3 separate regions of the Mus musculus genome follow, and regions 1 and 3 are each linked to region 2. The links are chromatin contacts, called in public promoter capture Hi-C maps. All regions are on one chromosome and are shown on one strand. The core of a region is the stretch at or near the end of the contact, and the rest is flanking DNA. Distances in the headings are between cores, read along the strand shown.

The links. Promoter capture Hi-C pulls out the DNA fragments that hold promoters and counts their contacts.
Region 1: a contact with region 2 is called in a promoter capture Hi-C map of pre-B cells, with 4 times the contacts expected there. The contact joins the promoter of D030074P21Rik here to the promoter of Pdia4 in region 2. A contact is called at or near these places in 5 of 39 promoter capture datasets (the 3T3-L1 cell line, the HPC-7 cell line, embryonic stem cells and 1 more), 1 of 484 Hi-C or Micro-C datasets (embryonic stem cells) and 2 of 115 datasets of contacts at active chromatin or transcription factors (embryonic stem cells and stem cell-derived neural progenitor cells).
Region 3: a contact with region 2 is called in a promoter capture Hi-C map of liver, with 2.8 times the contacts expected there. The contact joins the promoter of Tmem176b here to the promoter of Pdia4 in region 2. A contact is called at or near these places in 2 of 39 promoter capture datasets (both in liver).

The regions. Positions count from the first base shown.
Region 1 is chr6:49,210,803-49,215,221 of GRCm38.p6, forward strand. It overlaps D030074P21Rik (a long non-coding RNA gene), which reads right to left and starts at 2,458. Exons shown (of 2, transcript XR_869057.2): 1 at 1-2,458. Igf2bp3 (insulin-like growth factor 2 mRNA binding protein 3) reads right to left here and starts at 4,152. Exons shown (of 15, transcript NM_023670.3): 1 at 3,495-4,152; 2 at 2,465-2,525. The coding sequence starts at 3,669.
Region 2 is chr6:47,811,848-47,816,121 of GRCm38.p6, forward strand. Pdia4 (protein disulfide isomerase associated 4) reads right to left here and starts at 1,665. Exons shown (of 10, transcript NM_009787.2): 1 at 1,370-1,665. The coding sequence starts at 1,457. It also overlaps the pseudogene Rpl35a-ps7 and a transcript of Zfp786 not described here.
Region 3 is chr6:48,838,576-48,843,053 of GRCm38.p6, forward strand. It overlaps Tmem176b (transmembrane protein 176B), which reads right to left and starts at 2,799. Exons shown (of 7, transcript NM_001164207.1): 1 at 2,421-2,799. Tmem176a (transmembrane protein 176A) reads left to right here and starts at 2,908. Exons shown (of 7, transcript NM_025326.4): 1 at 2,908-3,014; 2 at 3,629-3,826; 3 at 4,014-4,124. The coding sequence starts at 3,632.

The DNA of each region.
Region 1 (4,419 bases), core at 1,208-3,707, 1.4 Mb after region 2:
CCAAAGTTCAGCAGGCTACCCTGACGACCAATCGATCTGACTGTGCTGTGCAATCAAGTCACTATCAAAGCAATCCACATGATCAATCACTAACAAAATAATCCACACCTTGCCATAGGTGGGTGAGTGCGCACATAGGGGCCAGGTCACTTCCTGGCTCTTCCAGAGCCTGTGAAATGATGGAAGGGTCCAGATAAGAAGAACTGCACAGCTTCAAGGGTCAGTGAAAACTAAACTATAATGGAGATGAACACTAAAGTTTCCAGAGAGACACAGAAGTCTTTATGCAAAACACTTCAGTAAAGGATTTCTAGCACTCAACTGCTCCCAAGTCAGAAAAACAGAAAGGTACTCCGTCAGCTCACTTCACTCTACCTGTAAGGCCTACGTCACTGGCTAGTAAGACCACATTTAAAACCCTACGCATTCTGGTAGTGGGGTGGGGGGCCAGGGCAGGAAAAGCTTCTGTTGTTATTAATAAACTGAAGAAGCAAGCGTCCAGTAAACATTTGCCCCCACTTGTTACTATCTCCTAGTCTTCCAAAAGAGGAACCCTGCAATTCAAACAGTAACAAGTAACTGTTTCCAGCATAAGCAAAGCTTTAGGAGGAAGACTAGCAGTTGTTACCCAAGTTCCTAAATTAATTCTCCACACATGGGAAGACATTAACTTCAAAAATAAAAAACAGAGGATACAGCAAACTGAGGTCAACCCATTAGCTGGAGCTGAAAAACTCACTTAATGTTTTTAAATTTAAAAAGACATTTAATGTTTTAAATTCACAACAGTCCCTTTGTTAATTATAATCATTTGCCCTGCCCAAGGATTCTGGAGTGGAAGGCCTCTGGCATGCTAGGCAATCATTCTACTAATAGGGTACAACACCAGCTCTTCGTTTTGTTGTATTGCTTACTTTTAATTCTACAGTGGATTTAAAAACCAAGAGCTAAGGGTGTGCCTCAAGTGGTAGAGTGCTCGCCTGCATAAACCAACCCCTTGAAAGATTGGGGGGGAGAGGGGAGTGACGGGAAGGGGGCCGGAGGGACAAGCACTAAGACACACTGGATAAACATGAAACCAACTAGCATGTGTGCAATAAGGTTCGTTTTTCCAAAATGGCTGATTCACAGGCTAGGTCTCTAAACTTCTTAAGGGCAAATGAGTTGTGCCTCAATTGTTTAAATTCCTATGAAACCAAGATCAGTTTGATACTTTTTATCCACATCTACTTTAGAAGAGTAAACAAAAATAATAAAAGACTACATTCTACTATATGAAATAACTTGACCCTTATCAAAATAGACCTAAATCTGGTTACACAAATATCTTTCCAATTATCTTAGGCGAAATTAAACAAGGACTTAAAAAGGAACCTACAAGTATCCACACTAGTTTATTTCTAAAACGAGGAGTGTGAAGTGATTCATGTGGAAGAGAGCTTCATTCAAAACAGTCACACAGCATTCTTGCCCTCTGTCTCTGCAGGGCAAATCCCTCTGTCCCCCAGAGCACACTCTCAGAAACACTTAACCAGATACACACAGCCCTGGTTTGAATTAACTTCAGGCTTATTGTTTGCTCCAGGTTAGGAATGGGGGAAGACTGAAAAGCCAGCCAGAAACCCTAACCCCACCTTGCAAAACCCAGCAGGCTAACCTCAGTCTTTCCAGTTAAGAGTTACAGAGTCGGGGGGGGGGGGGGGGGGGGGGAGGGCAGGGAGGGAGGGGAAGGGGGGCGCTTCTCCAAAAAGCTTCAGTAGCTAAAATAGCCTGCAAATATTTTGTAAAGTGACAGCTACAGATGCTCTCATAGAAGAGAAATCTCAGTGAAGTTGCAGATTCCCCCAGCCTTCACCGTCTCTTGGTGATTATTTGTAAGCAAAATACACCAAGGGACAGGAGGAGCTGGAACAAAGGCACTGTTAGGAAAAAAAAAAACAACAACAACAAAAAAAAAAAAACAACTTTGGAGTGTTTGAAAGGCCCCAGGACCCCAGCATTCACTGTGTTCCAATGGCCGCTGGCTGGCCAGTGAACCAGGGCAAAAGCAACTGTGTTCCTCCTCCTGTATTAGAAGCGCCCACCACGGCGGACCAGCTTCTCCACATCTGTCCTGGACCTGTCTTCTAAATCCCGTAGGTTCCCAAAGACTATTGGCTTTTGAAACTCGGGCTGCCAGTTGAGACCTAAACCTGCTCTGCCAAGAACATGTAGCTGTGAGAGCTTCCTTGACAGGCTTTTAAAACAGCAACAATAACCCAGAAGCAGGGGCCGCAGGCAAGCCCCCATTTACGTCCCAGAATTATCAACGCGCGCGCACACACACCTGCCATAAACTTAAAGGCAAGCAGAAAAAGAGCTAGCTGAACCGTGGCCCCAGCGTGTAAGCCAAAGGGTCCGAGTTTGCATCTGTGTTCTGTGCTTCCTCCCTAAAAAGCGGCCAGAAAAGGGTAAATCCGCTCACCTCTGCCGTTTAGGGACCGAGTGCTCAACTTCCATCGGTTTCCCATGTAGTTCCATTTTACCTGTGAACACACAAGAGGCAAGACGACGGGCTAAATTCAGCAGCTTTCCCCACCTTGAAATCTACAGTCTTTAAGAGAAAACACACCCTGCTTCAGTGACCTCAGCAGGGCCCCAAGATTCCCACCCGACTCAAGGACAAGGGAGGAGCAGGGCAAGGAGAGGGTGCAGAGCTGACCCTTCGGGTGGGTGTGGCTTTTTAACTTGCAGAAAGCTGGGGAGGGAGAGCAAGAGTCAGGCTCACCACTTGGGTTGCAATTTTCGCCTCCTGACCCCCTCCAAGGGCCACCCCGCACCCCAAGGTCTGCAAGAGACACACCCCCAACAAACAGCCTGCCATGGGGGCGCGCGGCCTTCTTTCTGGTCCACATCCAGGTTGGCCTGGAGCACTGGGCGATGGGATTAAAGAGCCAGGGTGCCAGGAGGAGATTGGGCGGCCGGGGTGCTGGTCCACGCGCGCTGACCCATCAAGGCGCCGGCCTCGAGTCCAGCTGGGGACGGTGGAAACCGAAAGGCACGGACAGCTGCTCTCCCCTCGGGCATCCAGGCAGAGCGCACTCAGACACCCGGGCCGCGGCTGCGCGCACGGGCCGGGACTGCGGCGCCGCGCGTGGCAGGGCTGCCGTTCTGGCAACAGCCGGCCGCCGCCGCCCACCTGCCCCTTTCGCTCTAACGACCCCGCGAGGTGGACGCGGCGGCGTGGAGCGGGACCGCCTGGACGCGGCCTCCCCCCGGGCGTAGGCTCAGGCCACTTTCTGTTCTCTACGGCTGGGGGACAGCGACCAGACAGAGGGCCCGGCGGGCGTCCACGCTGGGCCCCAAGGCCCGCCTGGCCCGGCCTGCAGCACGCGCCGCGCCGCGCCCCGCGACTGACAGCGCGTCCCCCTCCCCACCCCCACCCGCCCCGCAAGCGGGGTCCCGGATGGCAGCTGCGGAGACGGGGAGGCCCCGACCACGCGCGCGGGCCCCACCTGAAAGCGCCTCGATGGCCTTGAGGGCCCAGCCCTCGTCCGGGCAGTCCACGAACGCGTAGCCCGTCTTCACCAGGAAGGGGCCCGCCACCGGGATCTTAGCGTCCTTGAAGACACTTTCCAGGTCCGCGGGGCCGGCGTGGTCGCTGAGGTTCCCGATGTACAATTTGTTCATTGTGAAAAGGGGTCGTTTTAAAACCCGAGGAAAATGCTAAATTAAAAAAAGCACCCACGGCGGAGGATGGAGCCGGTGGATTTTGTTCCTCTCCTCTTGGCTTTCAAACCCACACAGTGACCCAAGCACGGGAGCGGCGGGCGAAAACCAGATCCCAGGGTCCTTTTTCCTCTTCTGGGTATTAAAAAAAAGAGAGAAAGAAAAAGCCTAGCGACGAGCCCAGCGTCGAGTCTTCCTAACTCTGGGGAGGAGGCGGGATTAGCGAGAGAAAGGAGGAGGCGCGGGGGGAAACTACTTTTTGTCTCTTCCTCCCCAACCCCTTTGGCAGCGGCCAGCGGGCTGTGAAAATATCACACTACGTGGGGCAGGCGCCGCCTCCCCGTAAAAAAAAAAAACCCCGAGGGGTGACTGGCAGCGGCGAGGGGAGCGGGGCGGGGGCAGCCGCTCCGAGTGTCCGGCTTTTTGAATGAGCCACGTGTTCAAACTACAAATCAACGTCTCACGTGAGGAATCCCAGCGCCTCAATTAGAGTGGGTTTCGGAGGAAAGAGAAAAAAAAAAAAAAAAAAAAAAAGCGAGAGGGGGAGGGGAAGCGAGATTGGGCGAGGAGGGACCCCGAGCTGGAGCCGGAGCCGGAGCCGGGGAGGGGGTGGAGAGCGTCCAGCCGCTGCAGCCGGCGCCAGGCGCGATGGGCACGGCGAGTTTCCAAAGGGTCCGAGCCTCGGGAGGGTCAGACGAACGATCCTTTTTC
Region 2 (4,274 bases), core at 415-2,914:
CCAGACACCCCAGGGATTCTTGGGTTCACCAAGAGCAAACACTCCCCCAGAGACAGCACCAGTGACCCAAAAGATATACCACTGGCTAGTCTAAACAACCTTTGAAATCCACTCACCCAGGCCTCTCAAGAAGTCACACTTTTCACACTTCCTGGCATTTTAACCCCTGCCCAGAGGCAGGCAGAGCTCTTGAGCTCAAGGCCAGCCTGGTCTACATGATGAGCTCCAAGCTACATAATGAGACCCCCATCTTGAACAAACAAACATACATCACCCTAAAACTGACCACTGTCTCACAACCGTGTAGTTTTTAACACGTTCTTAAAGCATACACCAAACTACACTGGTTCTCAAACTTTCATGTGTCCCCCACAAAGCCTATTCTGCTTTGAAAAGTGAAAAATTTGCTTAAAATGAAGACTCTGCCCTCTTTCTGTTTCAATGTATTTTGGGTCTCTATAAGAAATGAGCCCTCAGTCAGTTTGGACAAAAGTGCCAAGATATACTCATAGGTAGGACGGATAGTTGGCCCCTTTCAGCAGTCTCTTCATTTCTACTCTTTCCTACCTGGGCAAAGACTCATAAATCAATGATCCACAGGAATCTTACTCAACCTAGGAGTATAAAGTTCACATTCCCCCTCCACACTAAACTTTAAAAATGGGGTTTGTTTATATTAGACTAAACCTAGTAGGCAACAAGTTAGTGGTTAGAAGGGAAAGGTGTCGATCAGACCCGTTCTCTAGGAACAACGTTAACTAGTACTTCCTATTTTCAAAGTTTTTATGTTTTCGGTAGAGGATTTCGAAGAAAGGGTGCGGGCATAACGTCTATGAGTTACACATACTGTTCCTACTAGAATACATGCACCACCAGCCTCGACTTTCAAAACACAGTGCAGCGACTGGCAAAAAAAGGCGCTGAATAAAATGCTTGTATACGGCAGCTCCAGTTTCCATAAAAGACGAAAACAAAGCCTGAGTTATTTCTACTTCTTGATATAGATGCCCAGTATCTGCGACTGCCTCTTCCAGGTCCTACTAGCGGCCATCCCGCCTCCGTTTTCTAAAACCGGTTTTGGAAACGAGAGTATTCTCCAGAAAATTTTACTCAACAAAGGGGCAAATCTCAGTAGTGAGGGTAAAGAGACGAGCTGCGAACCAGGCACTCGGCACGTCCCTCCGTGTCCTAGTCTCAGGTAGGAACTAAAGAGGCCCACACCCCTAGATTCGGCCCTACACTGAAACTCCATTAAGTTCGTTGCTACCGGGTCACTAATTCCGCAGGGGTGTGAGCGAAGCACCCTGTCAGGCCCCAGCAAGGTTTGCAACCCACGCGAGCTGCTCCTCCGACCCGCCCTCCCGCTCACCTTCGTGTGCATCTCCGGCGCTCGCAGCAGCCAGCAGCTGTGTCAGCGCCAAGAGCAGGACCAACAGCCAAGCTTTCCGGAGCTTCATGATTGGGTGCAGAGCTGGGCCTGCAGACACCGGCCACCGCAGAGCACTCGCCGACCTCCCGAGCGACGCCGGAGCGCACCAAAGCCTCCAGGAAGTTCAGGCCGGTGATTGGTTGGAGGTAAGGAAGCCGCGGCCCGTCCAATCCCCGCACGAATCAGGGCGAGAGCCGTGGCGCCCCGCCTACACCGCCCCGCCCCGCTGCCTGAGCCCTCCGCGCGGGCGCGCCCCTCAGCTCCGCGTTTAAAACTCCGAGCCCTAGTGTGAGGTGCCCCCTTCTGATTGGCTGTGCCGCGACCACCAATCACGGGCTGCCACTCGGTTTGCTTGGAGCGCCCAGGTCCGGAAAGAGTGCGGGGGAGAACAAAGGCAACCAGCCCTGCACAGGGAGGCGGGGCTTGAGCACTCCGAGGGGAGGGATTGGTTGGGAGGTCAGCTCCCTTTGGCCAAGCTTGGCAGGAAGAACACGTGTAAGAAACTCAAGGAAATGGTGGGGTGCATGTGTAGGCTCGTCCGTCTGAGGCTGTCCTTGTGCAGGAAACTAAAGAGGACAGAACTTTTGGGAAAAAGTGAGATCAGAGATCCCGCCTCTGTTCCCCTGTTCTTTGGCTTCTTGTTTTTTCTGTTGAGCATATAAAAGTTTGAGTTTCTTTCCTAGATACTAGGTTCGGAGAGGTATATGAAATAGATTAGTTGTTTCAGAGCTGGGTGGGCTGACTCCAGGTCTGTGGAGGCAGAGACCCATGACTTTTAGTGATATCCTGTCGCAAAAAAAAAAAAAAAAGAAAGAAAGGAAAGAAAGAAAGAAAGAAAGAAAAGAAAAATTACAACTTGGACTCCATGACTAAGTCTATAAGTCAGAGTCTTGTCTGAACGTTGCCTTGTATTATGATTTTTCTGAAGAGAGAGAGAGAGATAACCAATCTAGTGATTTAGATCTAGAAATAACCGTGAGTGTTTTGGAAAAGAAACTAGGTTTGCATGTCAGAAAAGAAAGCTGTACTGGCATTAGGGTTAGCACCTGTGGATTAACATATGATATGACGTAGAAGACAAATGAGGCTAAATAAATAAATCTTAGAGAGTCCTGCAATATTTTCTGATGTATACAGGAGGAGAAAATGAGCTGTATTTATCACTACTCCCCTGGGTTGTCATTTTAGCACTATTAGGCTAGGTTCCTAGGCCAATTTGAATATGTGTTTTCCTTTACTCCTGCAGATCTCTCTCTAGAGAAGTAGTCCATTGGGATTGTCTATCTACTAGTGTATCTGTGACAATTCCTGCATGCATGTCCACAGCCAGAAGTTCAGATTATATGTTTTGAAAACTAAATTAAGACTAGACAGGCACACAACCTACATGCTCTGGATTCATGAGGTTTATGATTGATTCTATCTAGGTTAAACCACAAGAGATTACTGCAGTCTCTTGTGTTTTCTGTAGAACTCAGTGATGGTTCTACCTTTTTTATTATTCTGATATAATTCTTTTCTGTAGTTTCAACTACTTTGGAGTCTAAAGCAGATCATTTTAGCCCAGAAATTCAAAGCTAAACTGGACAAGAGAGTAATGCCTCGTCTCAAAACAAACAAAACCAGATACACACAAACCTATGACCTCTCCTCCAACATAAAACAAAAATAGCTCCATTTCTTTTAACTTTTATTATTTTATCTGTAAGAGTGTTTATGTGTATATACATGCCTGATGTATTCAGAGGTCAGAAGAGGGCATCAGATTTTCTGGAGCTAAAAAGTGGGTGCTCTAGACTCTCACGTGTGTTTGTTTTGTTTGTTGTTTGTTTTTTGGGGTCTTGTTTGGTTTTATGTTTGTTTGATTTTGCTTTTTGGTTTTGTTATTGGTGGTAGTGGTGGTGGTTATTTGGTTTTGATTTTCTTTTTTTTTTTTTTTCTTTTTTCTTTTTTTTTTCTTTTTTCTTTTTTTTTTTTTTTACAAGAGCACAAATCTACTTTTATTTATTTACTCTCCATTAGTTTAAATCTGGGATGGGTACAGCATCACACGGATTCTGTGTCCAATGGCCTTTGCAGGAAGGTGGCTTCGGAATTTGGCACGAACCATACAGCTGTTTCCGTGGGCCCGAGTGACTTTTCCCCAGATCACTCTGGTTTTGTTTGGTTTACCTCCAGGAGTTGCTGTATTGTGTTTTGCTTTATACACATAAGCACATCTTTTGCCTAAGTAGAACTCCTTTTCATCTCGGGCATAAACGCCTTCAATTTTAAGAAGAGCCGTGTGCTCTCTTTGGTTCCGGAGACCTCGCTTGTAGCCAGCAAAAATGGCCTTGCACCACAGCCTTCCAGACATATTTGCTGTTAGAAGTCCTGTTCCCAGCAGGCCTCCACAGGTGCCAAGATGGCGGAAAGAGTGGTTTTGATTTTCAAGACAGGATGTCTCTATGTAGCCTTGACTGTCCTGAAACTCACTCCGTAGATCAGGCTGGCCTGGAACTTAGGGATCTACCTGCTTCTGCCTCCAAGTGCTGAGATTAAAGGTATGTGTCACCAGACCCAGTTTTAGCCCCTCATTTTTATTTTTATCTTGTTTTACGTGCATAGGAGTTTTACTTGCATGTATGTCTATGCACTACTTACATGCCTGGTTACTTGAGGACGCCAGAAGAAAGGGTTAGAACTCCCATAACTGGAGTTACAGGTGGGTATGTCCCATTATGTGGGTGCGGCAAATCAAACTGAGGTCTTCTGGAAGAATAGCTGACCAACCTCCCTTAGCTCTCCACTTTTATTTTTAAAGTATGTGTTATGTGGGTGTTGGGTGTGTGCATGTGAGTGCGGG
Region 3 (4,478 bases), core at 1,549-4,048, 1.0 Mb after region 2:
TTTGAATGTTCGGTGCTCCTAGGTGGTGCTCCCCACAGGCTCACACAGCTTGCTTGACTGCAGGTGCTTTTGGTGGGGGTGGATTGTGGAGACTTAGGAAGTGGGGACTGGCTGGAAGATGTAAGTCAATACGGTATGCCTTTGAAGAGCATCTACCCCCCATAGTCATTCCTCCCTCCTCTCTCTCCCCTCTTCCCTCTGTCTTTCTTTCCTTACCACCTTGAGGCAAGCAGCCTCTAGGACACAGTCCCTCTTCCTTTGTGTTTGCCTTGCCTGCGGCCCAGAGCAATGGCCTTATCTCAGCTCAAAACATCAAAAACAGCAATCCATGCCAACAAACCTATAAATCAACCCTCCTTCAAGTTGCTTTATTCACAGTAACATAAGGCTGCCTAACATAGCTTGGCTTGGTCTCACTCAGTGGGACGAAAAGGAACCTGAGTTTACACACACACACAGAGACACACAAAACACCAGTCTATCCAAAGCTTCCATTTGTATGACTGCATAGTACCCCTATGTGTGTGTGTGTGTCATAATATTGAAAGAGTATCCTATTGACAGGCACGCAGGTTATTTCCAACCCCTTTGTATGACAACCAGGGTGGAAAGAATAATGCATTTTAGTGGCTGTTGTCAGTGACACCCCCCCCCCCGCCCCCAGCAGATGTGGTAGCAATGACCACATAGGCGTTTCATCCAAGAATGGAGCGGCTTTCCCCCAACCTCCATGGAGTGTGCCAGCTACTTCTGCTTTCTTACCTAAGAGATATCACATTCTATTGTAGGTTTTCATTTAATGCAAACACTTGCTCCATTTTCAATGCTTATCTTGAAGTCTGACAAATGTCTATCTTCATCCAAACACAGCTACAATCAAGGCATAGGAATGTGTGTATTGTAAAAAGTTCCCTCCATGTGTGGTGGCACACACCTTTAAACACAACACCCTGGAGGCAGAGGCAGGTAGATTTCTGTGAGTTGGAGGATAGCCTGGACTACATAGCAAGTTCTGGGTCAGCCAGGTATACACAATGAGATCCTGTCTGAAAAATAAAAATAACGATTCCCCAGGACTCTCCCCACATAAAGCCTCTTCCCTGGCTCTCCAGCTTGGTTCTCTCACCGTTTCAGTGGCTGGCTGGCTATTTGTTTTGAAAGGCATTTTTTAGTTTATGCTTTTGTGAGTTCCTCCTCCTCACATGTCCTGATTTTTTTCATAGAAGTTCTTTTATATCTGAAAATTACGACCGGCAATATGCACCCCTAGTCACACACCCACATGAACAGGCATGTTTAAATTACAAACATGCAGTAATTTTAAAAAAGATGTTGATCTTTGGACTGTATATCATAATTTGGTAGATACAGAGGCAAGGACCTATGGTGCTGGTCCAGGTATTAATTTCTGAAAAACAGTTTCTACTGTGGTCTGTGGTATATATTACTTTTCTCCCACTGAATAAAACCACTGTTCCGAGTTTCCATAGGGCCTCAGGCAGGCCCATGAGGTCTTCATATTCTGCCTGATTACTTCCTCAGCGTGGCCTCCATTCTAATCAGCACAGAGCTTAACACAGCTTCCCACTGTCTCCTGTTATGGGCTTATAACAACCATTTAGCCCCTCTGATGGCTTGCCTCTGTCCAAAAGAAGTTCTGCCCAGTGGCTCTCCTGGGCAGTCTGGTTAAGCATCAGTTCTGACTGGATATTGACGGCCACTCCAGTCACTTCCCTTTGCATCCCTTCATGTTCTCCCCCACGCCACGGAGCACCTTCCACTCACCCGTGCACCTCAGAGCCGAAAGCACAGGAGTCTGACAACTTTTCAGGAGGGACGAAGAGAAACACAAATGAAGGCCTCAGGTTCACACCTTCCCTTGAGGTTCCAGGAATAAAGTCTCAGTTGTCTGGGTGCTGGCCCCCTCTAGACCCCCAGTGCTATCCCTGCCCTGGCCACCCAGAATCCCTCTGCTTCCTCTGCAGAGCAGGAACTAAAGCCCTAGGCACCAAGAAGCCTCTCACCACTTCTGGCACCGCTCCAGATAGTGGCTCTCTGATATCCCTCCTCCCAGTGTTCAGAAACAAAGAAAAAGAACACCCCGTGTCCCCACAGCTGTCCCACCTCTGCGTGGTCTCAAAGGCCCTGCTCTTAGAACGCAGGCGTGAGGCACTGATAACTATGGAAGGTAAAGCCAGACTCTGACCTCCCCAGCCTCAGCCCTGTTTCCAGAGTCACATCCTCTGTCCAACACATCCCTCCCTCCCCAGAGTCCTACAGGAAAGCAGAGATAGAAGGAAGGAGAAGCATCCTGAGCCAAGATGGAGCTTGAGGAGTAGACTTGGAGACTCTTCCAGAGAAGAAGGAACCCTATGCTTCAAAAGGGGGCTACCAAGGGGCCGTGAAGGGTCCTGTCTCACCTGCTGTCCTCTGCGATGGGTGGGGCTGGAACTGAGAGGTCTGGGAGGAGCTGGCTTAAAGCTGACCCCAGAGAGAGGAGAGCAAGAAGGGGGTGGAGGGATGGGGCCTGACATGGAGTCTCTCAGTTTGCCAGCAAGTAGCTGACAGGAAAGGGCCCCACTTGAGGGGGGTCCATCAGGAGTAGATGATCAGGCCTGCTGGAGCAGGGATACAGGTGACACAGATACACTCATACACCCAAGGTGGCACAGGCCAGCACCTGCTCAGAAAGCTCTATCCCTGACTGGGAGAGAGAGCACTGTGCAATCAAAGGATTCCACAGGAACAATCAGTGCCAACCCCAGCTCTTACCTCGCCCACCTTCTCCAGCTCTCCAGTGCCCAGTGAGGAGCTGCCTGCTGGAAAACCCCTAAAGGGGCCCTCAGTCCCAGCTGCCTGCCAGGAAGTGTTGAGGTCTGCCCATTCCCCCTCCCCTTCTGGCTCCCACCCAGGTTCTTCCTCCTGCCAGGGCTGAAGTTCTCAACTACTGCCAGCGCCTCTGTGTGAGCTCTGGCCTTCCCTGCTGCACACTTCCCCGGTCCCAGAGGAATCAGGTAAGACAGCCCACCATCACTTTAGCATAGCTCGTTTCCCAGTCCATCCAGATCCATCCAGTCTGACGCCCTGCGAGCTTGCTAGGGGAGTGGACACACTGGGGTGTGCCTCCAGGGACAGGTATGGCCTCCATCTCTACCACTCAATTCTGTGGGGACAGGGTCAGTCAGTGCTTGTCGTTCATCCAAGGAGATGGTGGCGTCTGGGTGAGGTGGTCCCTGGGACCCTGGTAGGGAAGAGATAATTGCAACAGAAGCTTATGGGGCAGTTAGAGGGGGACACTGTTTAAGGGGCTTGGCCTCTGACCTGGATTCAGAAAATGCTGGGGAGAAGAGATCCAATCAGAGGTTGGGTGAAGAGATAGGTTGTGTGCGTTCTGCTTGATCCAAACATCAGGCTCCTGAAGACCATGGCAGTGGGGCACAAAGCAAATGTGGGGTGAAGCGGGTACTCCAGCATCAGGCTTCCCTGACAGACAACCCTCCAAAAGAGCTGAAGATACAGCTCCACAGCCAGGGGCAGCCATTCTGTGTCTCTGTTAGCCCCCAACTCCAAGCCGCCTCTGAAACATCTGCCAAATATTTCTTCCTGCTTTTCCTTTTCTCCCTCACAGACGATGTCCACAGACATGGAGACTGCAGTCGTCGGCAAGGTGGACCCTGAGGCTCCACAACCCACCCACATTGATGTGCACATCCACCAGGAGTCTGCTCTGGCCAAACTTCTGCTGGCCGGATGCTCATTGCTAAGGATTCCAGCATCCGCTTCCACCCAGAGCCAGGGCAGCAGCAGAGTGCTGGTGGCCTCCTGGGTGAGAGTAGCTACGTGCTTGATGGGCCCAGGGAGGGACCCTCATTTGGGCCATATTTTCCTCTGGCCTCCTCTATACATCTGTCCTCCTAAGACATTGAGTTGATTTTGTCTGTGTGTACAGACAGTTGCAGCTAACAGGTAGCCCTGCTGCTGGAGAGCTGTGTTTCAAGTCCTCTCTCTTCCAGGTGGTGCAGACTGTGCTGGGGGCTCTGAGTGTGGTTCTGGGTGGAACCCTCTACATAGGCCATTATTTAGCCATGTATTCCGAAGGCGCCCCCTTCTGGACTGGGATCGTGGTGAGTGTGGCATCATGAAGGTCCAGGGCTGTCTGAGAGCACAGGGATGGCGGTCCCTTTGCTTCCCTTCCACCACCACCATTGATGTGGCACCCCAGAGTATGTAGCCAAACAAGACCTGAATTAAGTAAGCCAGTCTGGTGCTTGTGTACATGACAAATGATGAAATGGTCGCCTGTGCAGCTGCAGGTCAGCTTTGTCTCTTGTCCCATGCTTCTCCCAGCAGGCTGACAGAAGCTCCTTGCCATCAGTAGTCATCAACAGTTAAGGCTCTCAGGGCTTATCTACCTCTAATGCCTGCCTCAAGACAGGGAAAGCGGAGTGCATCAGGCAGGAAGCATTGTCTTCTGGCTC